4 separate regions of the Mus musculus genome follow, and regions 2, 3 and 4 are each linked to region 1. A link is a contact called in public Hi-C and promoter capture Hi-C data. All regions are on one chromosome and are shown on one strand. Each heading gives the region's core, a stretch centred on a gene start, on an enhancer-like site or on the middle of the called end of the contact. The rest is flanking DNA. Distances are from core to core; before and after follow the strand shown.

Evidence for each region. Promoter capture Hi-C pulls out the DNA fragments that hold promoters and counts their contacts. Hi-C and Micro-C count contacts between places; a contact is called where the count stands out from the background.
Region 2: a Hi-C map of B cells shows a contact between it and region 1, with 5 read pairs. The contact joins the enhancer-like site here to the promoter of 1600012H06Rik in region 1. A contact is called at or near these places in 3 of 39 promoter capture datasets (liver and pre-B cells), 1 of 484 Hi-C or Micro-C datasets (B cells), 1 of 115 datasets of contacts at active chromatin or transcription factors (astrocytes) and 1 of 9 other capture datasets (liver).
Region 3: a promoter capture Hi-C map of pre-B cells shows a contact between it and region 1, with 3 times the contacts expected there. The contact joins the promoter of Riok2 here to the promoter of 1600012H06Rik in region 1. A contact is called at or near these places in 3 of 39 promoter capture datasets (liver, neutrophils and pre-B cells) and 1 of 9 other capture datasets (liver).
Region 4: a promoter capture Hi-C map of pre-B cells shows a contact between it and region 1, with 4 times the contacts expected there. The contact joins the promoter of Acat3 here to the promoter of 1600012H06Rik in region 1. A contact is called at or near these places in 8 of 39 promoter capture datasets (the C10 cell line, the HPC-7 cell line, cranial neural crest and 4 more).

What each region holds. Positions count from the first base shown.
Region 1 is chr17:14,941,909-14,944,447 of GRCm38.p6, forward strand. 1600012H06Rik (RIKEN cDNA 1600012H06 gene) reads left to right here and starts at 1,276. Exons shown (of 2, transcript NM_026451.2): 1 at 1,276-1,411; 2 at 1,659-2,539. The coding sequence starts at 1,705. The coding sequence ends at 2,262. Wdr27 (WD repeat domain 27) reads right to left here and starts at 1,216. Exons shown (of 25, transcript NM_175173.3): 1 at 1,189-1,216.
Region 2 is chr17:17,601,276-17,603,814 of GRCm38.p6, forward strand. All of the region lies in intron 1 of Lnpep (leucyl/cystinyl aminopeptidase), which reads right to left. Among named protein-coding and RNA genes, the nearest start is that of Lnpep, 22 kb to the right of the region's middle. Within about 2 kb of position 1,271, at least 165 of the 459 cell types and tissues checked have an H3K27ac peak or open chromatin away from gene starts, as enhancers often do. A contact at or near this core is called in B cells, astrocytes and liver, where this site is marked.
Region 3 is chr17:17,373,062-17,375,600 of GRCm38.p6, forward strand. It overlaps Riok2 (RIO kinase 2), which reads left to right and starts at 1,271. Exons shown (of 10, transcript NM_025934.2): 1 at 1,271-1,609. The coding sequence starts at 1,544. It overlaps Gm36768 (predicted gene, 36768), which reads right to left and starts at 1,155. Exons shown (of 4, transcript NR_168690.1): 1 at 953-1,155; 2 at 113-173.
Region 4 is chr17:12,939,134-12,941,672 of GRCm38.p6, forward strand. Acat3 (acetyl-Coenzyme A acetyltransferase 3) reads right to left here and starts at 1,263. Exons shown (of 9, transcript NM_153151.3): 1 at 1,113-1,263; 2 at 741-875. The coding sequence starts at 1,167. It also overlaps the pseudogene Gm20591.

The sequences.
Region 1 (2,539 bases), core at 26-2,525:
CAGACATGAAATCTAGTCTTAAGAACTGTGTGCATGCTTTCTCCTCCAGCCAAGCAAGATGCCTAAAGGAAAGACAGCCAAGGGAAGAAGGTGACCCTGAGCATCGCCGGTGTCAAGGACCAGGAGGCCAAAAAAGTGGTCAATCCTTAGTTTGAGAAAAGGCCCACGAATTTCGCCATTTGGGAAGGACATCCAGCCCAAAAGAGATCTTACACGCTTCATCAAATGGCCCCGCTACATCATGCTGCAGCGGCAAAGAGCCATCCTCTACAAGCGGCTCAAAGTCCCTCCTGCCATTAACCAGTTCACCCAGGCCCTGGACAGGCAAACAGCTTGCCCACAAGTACAGGCCAGAGACAACGCAAAAGAAGCAAAGGCTACTGGCCCCTGCTGAGAAGAAAGCTGCTGGCAAAGGCGACGTCCCAACTAAGAGACCACCTGTCCATTGAGCAGGAGTCAATATAGTCACCACCTTGGTGGAGAACAAGAAGGCTCAGCTGGTGGTGATTGCCCATGATGTAGACCCCATTGAGCTGGTGGTTTTCCTGCTTGTCCTGCCCAGGTTGGGGCGCCTGGTCCACAGGAAGAAATGCACCACTGTTGCCTTCACATAGGTTAACCCGGAAGACAAGGGTGCTCTGGCTAAGCTGGTGGAAGCTATTAGGATCAATTGTAATCACAGATATAACGAGATCCGTCGCCACTGAGGAGGCAACGTGCTGGGCCCTAAGTCTGTGGCTCGCGTTGCCAAGCTGGAAAAAGCAAAGGCTAAAGAACTCGCCACTAAACTTGATTAAATGTACACTAAGTTTTCTAATTACTAAATTACTTCCCAAAAAAATGTGGGGGGTGGGGTGATGGCAATTGTGGGCTTGGGGGGGGGGGAGGAATCATTTCTTACTAGTAGTTCTCATGTTGAAATTTATATTTCCCTTCTGTCATGGTTTAAGACAAATCCAAAAGTGTCCCTCCCGGTGCTGCCCGCACTCAGGGGCTTGTGCTGCAGGGCTTAGGGAGGCCACTCACGCGCGGCTCTGGGGGCGCGGGAGGAGAAGGCTGGACCGGGCGCGGCTCGGCCCTCCGCCATCCGGGAGCAGGCTTCCCAGTCATCCCCTCAAGGGAGCTTGTCGCAAGCTGCAATCCCTGGCAGCCTCACCGACCGTCCAGCCCACTTTCCCCGGAACTCACCGACCACGCCAGCCGCGTCGCTATGGTTACGGGGGAAAGCTGCTCTATTCTCGCGAGAGCCTGGCGTTACCTCACTTCCGGTCCCTTAGGCCGGAGTTGGTTCCCAAAAGCCCTCGCTTCCGGAGTACCACACTTCCGGGCGCGGCCTCTTTTCCGCCAGCTGGGGCGAGTTCCAGGCTGAGCCCGGGTGCTGCGGGTGCTGCGTGGCCTGCGGGGCGTGGCGGTGAGTTCGGGGTTGGCGACCTCGCTATTCTCCAGACACCTGCGCCCCCAGGGGCCTGTCCTAAGGTCCCTCTTACCGCTTCCCTCTTCCCACCCGCCTCCTCTGCTCCTCCCTCTCTGCTGTTCCCTACTCTTTATCCCTTCTCTCCTTCCCCTTCCCCACCGTCGGTTCCCGGGACCCAGGTGCACGAATCTTGGTCTGCGTGGACGAGCACCTCGGGTCACGCCTGTCACCCGTACCTTCCCAGCACAGCGACTGCAGATGAGGGAGTCCCCGAGTTGAGTGCCCCAGCGATGGCTACTCCCTGGAGGCGCGCCCTGTTGATGATCCTGGCGTCCCAGGTGGTGACCCTGGTAAAATGTTTGGAAGACGACGACGTCCCGGAGGAGTGGCTCCTTCTGCACGTGGTCCAGGGCCAAATAGGAGCCGGGAATTACAGCTACTTGCGGTTGAACCATGAGGGTAAAATTATTCTCAGGATGCAGAGCCTGAGAGGGGATGCGGACCTGTACGTGTCGGACAGCACTCCGCACCCGAGCTTCGACGACTATGAGCTGCAGTCTGTCACTTGCGGCCAGGATGTGGTCTCTATACCGGCACACTTCCAGCGACCGGTCGGGATAGGAATTTATGGACACCCCTCTCACCATGAGAGCGACTTTGAGATGAGGGTATACTATGACAGAACTGTGGATCAGTACCCATTCGGAGAGGCTGCCTATTTCACTGACCCAACAGGAGCCAGTCAGCAGCAGGCTTACGCTCCAGAAGAGGCAGCCCAAGAGGAGGAATCAGTTCTCTGGACGATATTGATTAGCATTTTGAAACTGGTGCTTGAAATTCTCTTCTGATCCCTTGAATATGCTGGAGCACAAACCCTTATTTTCACAGAGCGATTACAGTTTGCTGCGAACCTAGCTACTTGACCTGGTGAAACTCTGGTTACTTTTTTCTAGACTAGGATGGAAAAATAAAGCCATACAGTTTTGTTACCTCAGTTTACTCCCCAAGCAGGAAAAGCAGCAAGCACAATATTTTAGAGATTAAAATTCCTATAAAAAGGAGTCTGCTCAATAAAATGTTTAAATGCATTTTGGTTAGTCAGGTGAGTAAGAAGATTACAGTAAC
Region 2 (2,539 bases), core at 21-2,520, 2.7 Mb after region 1:
TATTTTTCAGGGGATTTATAACTTGGTTATGATTTAGAATATTAGGTAACAAGCAGTTCTTTGACTATGCAGTCTCTGAGTTATAATAATATTTAAAAGAAATAGGTTAGATTAAGATATATGTTTATTACTATTTATTACCATTTAAGACATTTATAAAGTTTGTGGTTTTAAATACAGAGGAAATTCCTATCACCAGAAATTTTCTGTCTTCTCAGATTTCTATCTAGGTTCAGGCACAATTCCTGGCTTTGACTCCTAGTACCATCCCCAAACCAAAAATAAAGCAATCCAACAGCAACAACAAAACAAACAAAAAACCCAAACTCTATATATTATCAAAAGTTAAAGTGAAGATTTCAGCAAATAATTAAACTAAGTGAGTACCATTATAGTATGGCCACTTGGGTGAAGTGACCAATGCTCAAGTATTAGTGTCACATAAACCAAATCACAATAATACCACTCATATCTCTTCTTCAATTCTGTACATAGAAACCTCAACAAGACATAGGACATGGTTCAATTAACTGTATAATAATCATGAAGAAAAATGGAATGCCATTAGCAGAAACAACTCTGGGCTCAACATAATTAAATCAGTCCTTAGTGAAGGCGAGAGGTGGATAGATCAGGGTACAGTTATATAAAAAAGGGCATGGCTTGCCTTTTGCAGCTTTGAAGATGAAAAGAGGGAGTAGGAGCAAAAGAATGTAAGTGGCCTTTAGAAGCTGGGAAACTAAAGGCCATAGTTCCTACCCAGAGCCCACAGAGTGTTTACTAGCAACACCCGGCTAAGACAGGTCATGCATTTGGCCTACAGAGTTGTAGGAGAACAATTTTGTACTTTATTTTCTATCTAATCTGTGATCATTTGTCATGGTGGCAATGGAAATTAGTAAACTTCTATGCACAGCATATCCACATTTGCAGCAGGTCAGCTCTCCTCTTATGGTAGAGGGCAGTGTGTGGGGGCATTACCCAAAGTCAGAAGTGATATTTTCAGTCATGCTATAGCTATTAGGTAATTCAACTAGCTTATGAAACATAAAGAGATTTATTCTGACAAGTTGGGTGGAAATCTCTGGCAAAGTTCAATAAAGGGAGTGTCCTAAAACTATTCTTGAATTAGGTTAGAGACAACTCTAAGACACTGGCAAAAACGACTAAGGTCTCGACATGCTTTGTCCTCAGATTACTTCATAGCTGTCCACAGTTCACTTTGCCTTACAGGAGATAATGGAGAAAACACTTGGCAAAGCAGTCTACACGAGGATTAGTGTCTATCTTAATACTGTTCTCTTTCCTTTGACCATTCTACCCTTAGGGCAGGCTTTAGTCACAAATAGTGTGCTGGTGCCAATTAGGTAGAATTTCATTGAGCCAGCCTGATATTTCTGTGTACGAGAACCAGGAAAAGTAGCCCTGCAGGCTACAGTGTTGAGAGAATGCCAGAGGGAAAAGAATTGTTCTATGAACCTAGAGATATTTTTCTATGAACTTACAAAAATTACAGAATAACCACCAGAGAACTAGAGAGGGGGGCAATAGGGAGATACATACATATATACATACATGCATATAAACATACATACATACATGCATATATACATACATACAGATCAAAGCTGCAAGGTAGCAGTGTGCATTGGTGTCTATTTCTGCTTACAGTAGTTGCTATTCTTACCATTGTGACAAACATAGCTGACAGAAACAACAGAGCATTGTCTTTGGCACACTGTCCAGAAGGTAGCTGATCATGAGCAGAAAGGATTATCACTCAAGGGTGTGTAGCTGTTAACAGTGAGAACTGGAGCACATTGTTTATGTCATGGCAGAAAGGATGCAGAGAGCAGACCTGGAAGCAAGGGCCAGCCTATAATCCCAAAGTCTCACTCCTAATAGCCAACCACTATCCATTACCATGTCCATAAGGTTCAGTATCTTCCACCAACTGGGATCAAGTGTTCAAACATATGAGCTTATGGAAAATATTACATTTAAGTCATAACTGCTACAACACTTGCCACAAACCTGAAAAGCTTATTATAACAACACAAATTAATTCTCAAAAGTTCTAGATGCAAGAAGTCCACAATGGGACTCGCTGAGGCCAAATCAGTTGTTAACAGTGCTATGATTCCCCTGAAAGCTCTTGGAAGAACTCATCTCCTTATCTTTTCCATATCCTAGAAACTGTTTGCATCCAGCAAAGGCCAACTGAATCATTGTCATACTATATGATATTAACAAATTTTGACTTCAAAGGGCTCAAATGGCTAATCCTGGATAATCTCTTTAAGATTCGATGACAAAAAATTTCATTTTGTGTTTATTTATTAATTTTTGGAAACAAGTGTTTCACTATGCAGTTTTAGCTTGCCTCCTAAATGCAGGCATTGTAGGTTTATACCACCACACCCGACACAACAGTAACTCCTACCTGAAACTTTAACTCCCTTTAACTAGTAACCTAATTTACCACCAGGTGCCAGGATCAGAACCGGGAAGTGTTTACTAAGCATTATTATGCAAAGGC
Region 3 (2,539 bases), core at 21-2,520, 2.4 Mb after region 1:
GGAAGATTGAATTTAAATCCTTTACTCATAAATGACTTGATTACTAAAAAAACAAACAAACAAACAAAAAACCCACAATATTGAAAAGATGAGAAATCTGGACTGTGATTACCCCAATATTCCAGAACTTGGATCCAAACCCACTCAATTAGTGGTGGCTCTGTGGAGCAATGCTGAAAGGAGACAGAAAGACAGATAATCAAAGCTTCAAACTTTTTGTTTTCACATGTTCTAATGTTAATGTAGAAAGAAAAATTCCATTGTGTACAACGGTCTTAATTAGTTAAGTCCTAATTAGATATGCCTAGAATCCTGTATTCAAGCATACAAGACCCCAAAGACAGGAACATAGAGATGAAAAAGGATTGATCTTTTGTTTCGATTTGATGATTTTAGATTACCAACTACTTTAGCTGGACCGATACGGACACTACAGCCTGCTGTCTGCCCCTATGCTTTATGAAAGAGCTTACTCCAGGAAGATACTCAGCACCACTCTCCAAAAGGAGGAAATGAATACATTGTTTCTTGGAAACTGGAAGGAGTGGAGTATGGAAGGAACACGAAGGTATCTTAATCTGAGTCCTTAAAGTTTGCACATACCTCAAAAAAAAAAAAAAAAAAGTTACACACCAGTCGTTGGCAATCTCTCAAGTATAAAGCAGATCATAACACTGGACACTTATAGCGCCCAAGCTTAACCTAAGAGCTGACCAGAGAAGATCTGCAGCTTAAAGGACTGAAATATAGATAATTCGTGAAATGAGAAACACAGGTACTGAATATCACATGAGTCACACTTGTTACTATGCTGCTGCTGTCGGGATGAAGGTACGGTAATAAAAGTCTTTGTCTTGGGTACATTGTCTTGTTAAGCCTCCCAAATGCTCCTGGACCCAAGAAACATTGAGGTGCGCGCTTTCTTTGGAAGCGAGCACTGGATAGTACGTACAGAAGCTCCTCCTAACCCGTCCTGGGATCAGCGTCCCAGGCCAGCGGGGCAGCTCCTAACCCGGCCCTCCTCCGCCGGACAGGGGTGGGGCTGCCGAGAGACAGCGCGTGCGGCTCTGTGGCCACCCTTTCAGTGGTTTTGCTGGCCTCCGGTCTCGCTTACTCATTTCCCTCCCTGACTTTACAGTGCACAGTTGCTGCACTAAAAGTGGGCGTGGCTCGGAACGAATAAAACACGCCCCTCTCGTGACGTAAGCACTGTTGCATGCGGAAGTCCGGCCTTAATTCCAATCAGGTCCTAGCAGCTCTGAAAAGTAACGTGGCATACTATGTAAAACATTTGCAACTTGCCAAATCAGTCAAACGTAAATTATTTATTTAGGGGCTGAAAAATCACTTCTGCCTGATTTTTAGCTACAAAAACGAGAAAAAAATAGCATTTTTCTACTGCTTCTTGAGCACGTGTTCTTACCTAGCGATAAGCACCTTAAATACAGGGCGCGTGCGCGGGCAGGTCGCCGCCGAAAGCCTGCGAGATTACCCAGCAACTTTGCGTCTTCCCAGAGAGCGTCCGTGGTGGAACTGGGCAAGCATGGGGAAGGTGAATGTAGCCAAGCTTAGGTACATGAGCCGCGATGACTTCAGAGTTCTGACTGCGGTAAGGAGTACACCTTTCTTGCTTATCCATTCGGTGACGTCCTCCTCCTGCTATTCTAAGGTCGCTGGGAGCTGAGTGAGGGCTCTCTGATTTGTGGATTGTTTGCCGAGGCTGGGATCTGGGTAAAGGGCACCAAGGTCTGATTTTCATGAAGCTTTGTGAAAAAAAGAACTATCTTTTACTAAACATGGTTCTTCCTTTCAGCTTCTTTTGCTGCAGATGTGCTTACGTCTCTGTGGCCCGGGAAATTTCATTGATCTTTGGCTTCCAAACTAGGGGAGGGTGGGAGTTAAGTCCTCTAATAGACTCAGACACTTAATGTTAAAAAAAAAAAGTCAGCTTTCTCTATCAAATATAACAGCAGAGTGCAAAACAAAGGAGGAAAGGAGATGCCTCTTAGTCGACCAGCAAATCAATATGTTAACAATGTAGTCAGATAGTAAGTACCGTGAAGGTAACAAAGGATAAAGAAATAGAAAGTAGCCACGTGTTGGAAGGATACTGTCTTTGAGTTTTACAGTGATGGAGACAGAATCCAAGAATCTTGTCTTTACTGTTAATCGAACTACAAAGTTTGTCCCCACCCCCCGAACCAATGAATCTTAACTGCCGGAGAAAAAAGTGTCCTTGGAGAGAGTTGTAGAAGAGGTGTCCTTGGAGAGAGTTAGAGGCAAATTAGAGCAAAAACTCAGAGATGGGAGGGAGAGTCTTCATAGAAGAGAAAGGTTCGATATAATGGTTGGGGACATACATGGAAAATGAGAACCAAACCATATAAGCCCTTGCAGGCCTAGTAAACGATGTGTGTGTAAGCCCGTGATTTATTTTTATTTATTTTTTAATTCATTTATTTATTTATTTATTTTGGTTTTTCAAGACAGGGTTTCTCTGGGTGTCCCTGGCTATCCTGAAACTCACTCTGTAGACAGA
Region 4 (2,539 bases), core at 13-2,512, 2.0 Mb before region 1:
AGTGGTATATAGACATATATGCAGACAAAACACCCATTAAAAAAATACAGAATATTCAACTGGCACACATACAAATGGTCTCAGACAGAGTAAGAGCAGAACTTGGTATTGAATATTAACAATTTTCTCTACAGTTGATTCAAATGTGTGCTGAGGGAGCACAGGGCAGGGCAGGAGTGGGAACTCATGACCACATGCATGCTCACCACACACTTCACCACTGATCTATACACCCAGGCCCCAAACCAATCATCAACATCAGTAGTCACTGATCTCCAAGCCCAGCAGGAATCAGAGCTATGATGAAGCATTCTTAGACTCTCCTGCCTTTCTCCGGACAGTCCCCTGGAGTGAGGGACAGCTGATCTCCTGACAAAGTGGACCAGGGTAGAGCTGCTCTGCTGCAGCCCCACTCGCAGCTGTGGCACAGTGCCAGGCCCACACACTTTTATTGACTGTGTGACATGTTAGGGGTATGTGGAGGACTGTGAATACTTTGCTGTGCTTCTAACAATGCAAAGGCGATACAGTCCCGTGGTCTAAGATCACTCACCGAAAAGGCTTGTAAAGGAGCTGTGACTTCAGCCAGAGGAAGGAGGAGGGACAGAAAGAATCCTAGCAGAGAGAACTCCAAGCAAAGCAATGTATGGTGGTGGTGGTGTGTGTGCGCGCACACACACACATATAAATAAATGCTGTTTCTAGTGAACCAGATCTGTCCTGGGCTACTGAGGAGTTACCTGCCGTCAAGACATGTCCAAATATGACCTCGGACACCTCTTCTGGAGCCACCTTGGCCCTCTGCAGGACTTCTTTGATGACAGTTGTCCCCATTTCGTGGACAGGCACGGTGGACAGGGCACCATTGAAGGAGCCTACAATGGAATGGGGAAGAGGGAAGGAATCTGAACCAAGAGCACACTGAGGACCACCGAGGGGGAGGGTGGGGACTTTAAATCAGTGCTTTGCCAAGCCCAGGGCTGCCCAAATTCAGACCACTAGTATCTGCCACCACAGGGTGACAGATGAACCATCAGGCATGCAAGCAGGCAGTTGGCAGGGTTCTCTGTGCACCTGTAGGGTAGCAGGTGGGAAGCCTCCGCAACACTGACCTATGGCGGTACGGGCCGCCGAGACGATGACCACTGGGTCGGATCTTGTGTTCATCCTGTTGCTCTCCCCTGGCGTCTGCACAGCCCTGGCTGCAGCTGAAGCAAACTTTGCTAAATTCTGGCTGAGTTGGAGATGGAGCCTCAACGGCTCCGCCCCGCCCCGCCCCGCCCCGCCCTCCCCGCCCCGCCCCTGCTCAGCAGCTCCCCTGATCCCCACTCCTCCTCAGCTCAGGGATGGTGAAGAACAGGGTGTGCAAGGTCTAGGGGTCTTAGAGTGTGACATAGATAGAGACCTGGGGGTTCCGGGTGTTAGAGTGAGAGCGATCAGCGTTGGGGGAAGTCTCAAGCTGTGGACTTTGAACGCTTGCAACACAATCCCGGAATCTTTCTCTGTATCCCTTTTCTGTCTGTTTTTGTGTATTTTCGAAACAATGAGGGTGACTAAAAGTCTACCTCTGATGATTCAGCCGGGACTGGAATGCCCTGGCTATAATTCCCGAACACGCCAGAAGGAACAGGATACAGTGTCGGTCAATTCGCAGGAACTTTGAGATTTCTCCAAGTGTGCCTGGGCGCTGTAAACCCTAGTTCACTTGGTTGCTAAAAGTCGTGTTCTTGGCTAGAGGAGAACCCCAGGGGCCGAGGATGGAAGGTGATCTGAAGATCTTATTCATTAAAGGTCCCTTAGGGCCACAGATCACGGCTGTTTAAAACACCTGCAGCCAAAGTCAGAATTTGTCTGGACTTTCTAATTACCTCTACCTTGCTAGAAATCGGTCCTCCCACAAGCGGTCCAAATAATCCACAGAATGTGTGCAAGCAGAAGTTATTTCTGCAGAGGCCACGCAACTACTCTAAATCCTACAGGCTGGGGTGAGGCTGGGCTTTCAGACAGGAAGGGCCAGTGTGCTTCACTTCAGAGCTTGGCCACACACACAAACACACGCACCCATGCACGCACACAAGCGCATACATATATATGTGCATAAATACATGTATATATATTTTTCCAAAGGAAAAAATCTTACTAGATTTATTTTATGTATATCAGTGTTTTGAGTTTTTGTTTGCCTGCATACATGTATGTGCACCGTTTATGTTCCTAGTTCCCCAGGTAGGTCAGAAAAAGGCATTGGATTCCCTGGAATGGAGTTAGGATGATTCTGAGTCACTATGTGGGGGCTGGGAACTAACTCAGGTCCCAACAATTTAACTCTCTCTCTCTCTCTCTCTCTCTCTCTCTCTCTCTCTCTCTCAGACGTGATTTTATAATGTAGCCCTTAGCTGACCTATGCCACGATGTAGGTCAGGTTGGCCTGGAATTTAGGGATCTACCTGCTTTTACTCCCTGAATGCTGGGGTGAAAGCTGGGTGCCCCCATACCTGGCTTTAGCACCTGGCTTTAGCCTTACACTGTTATTACATAG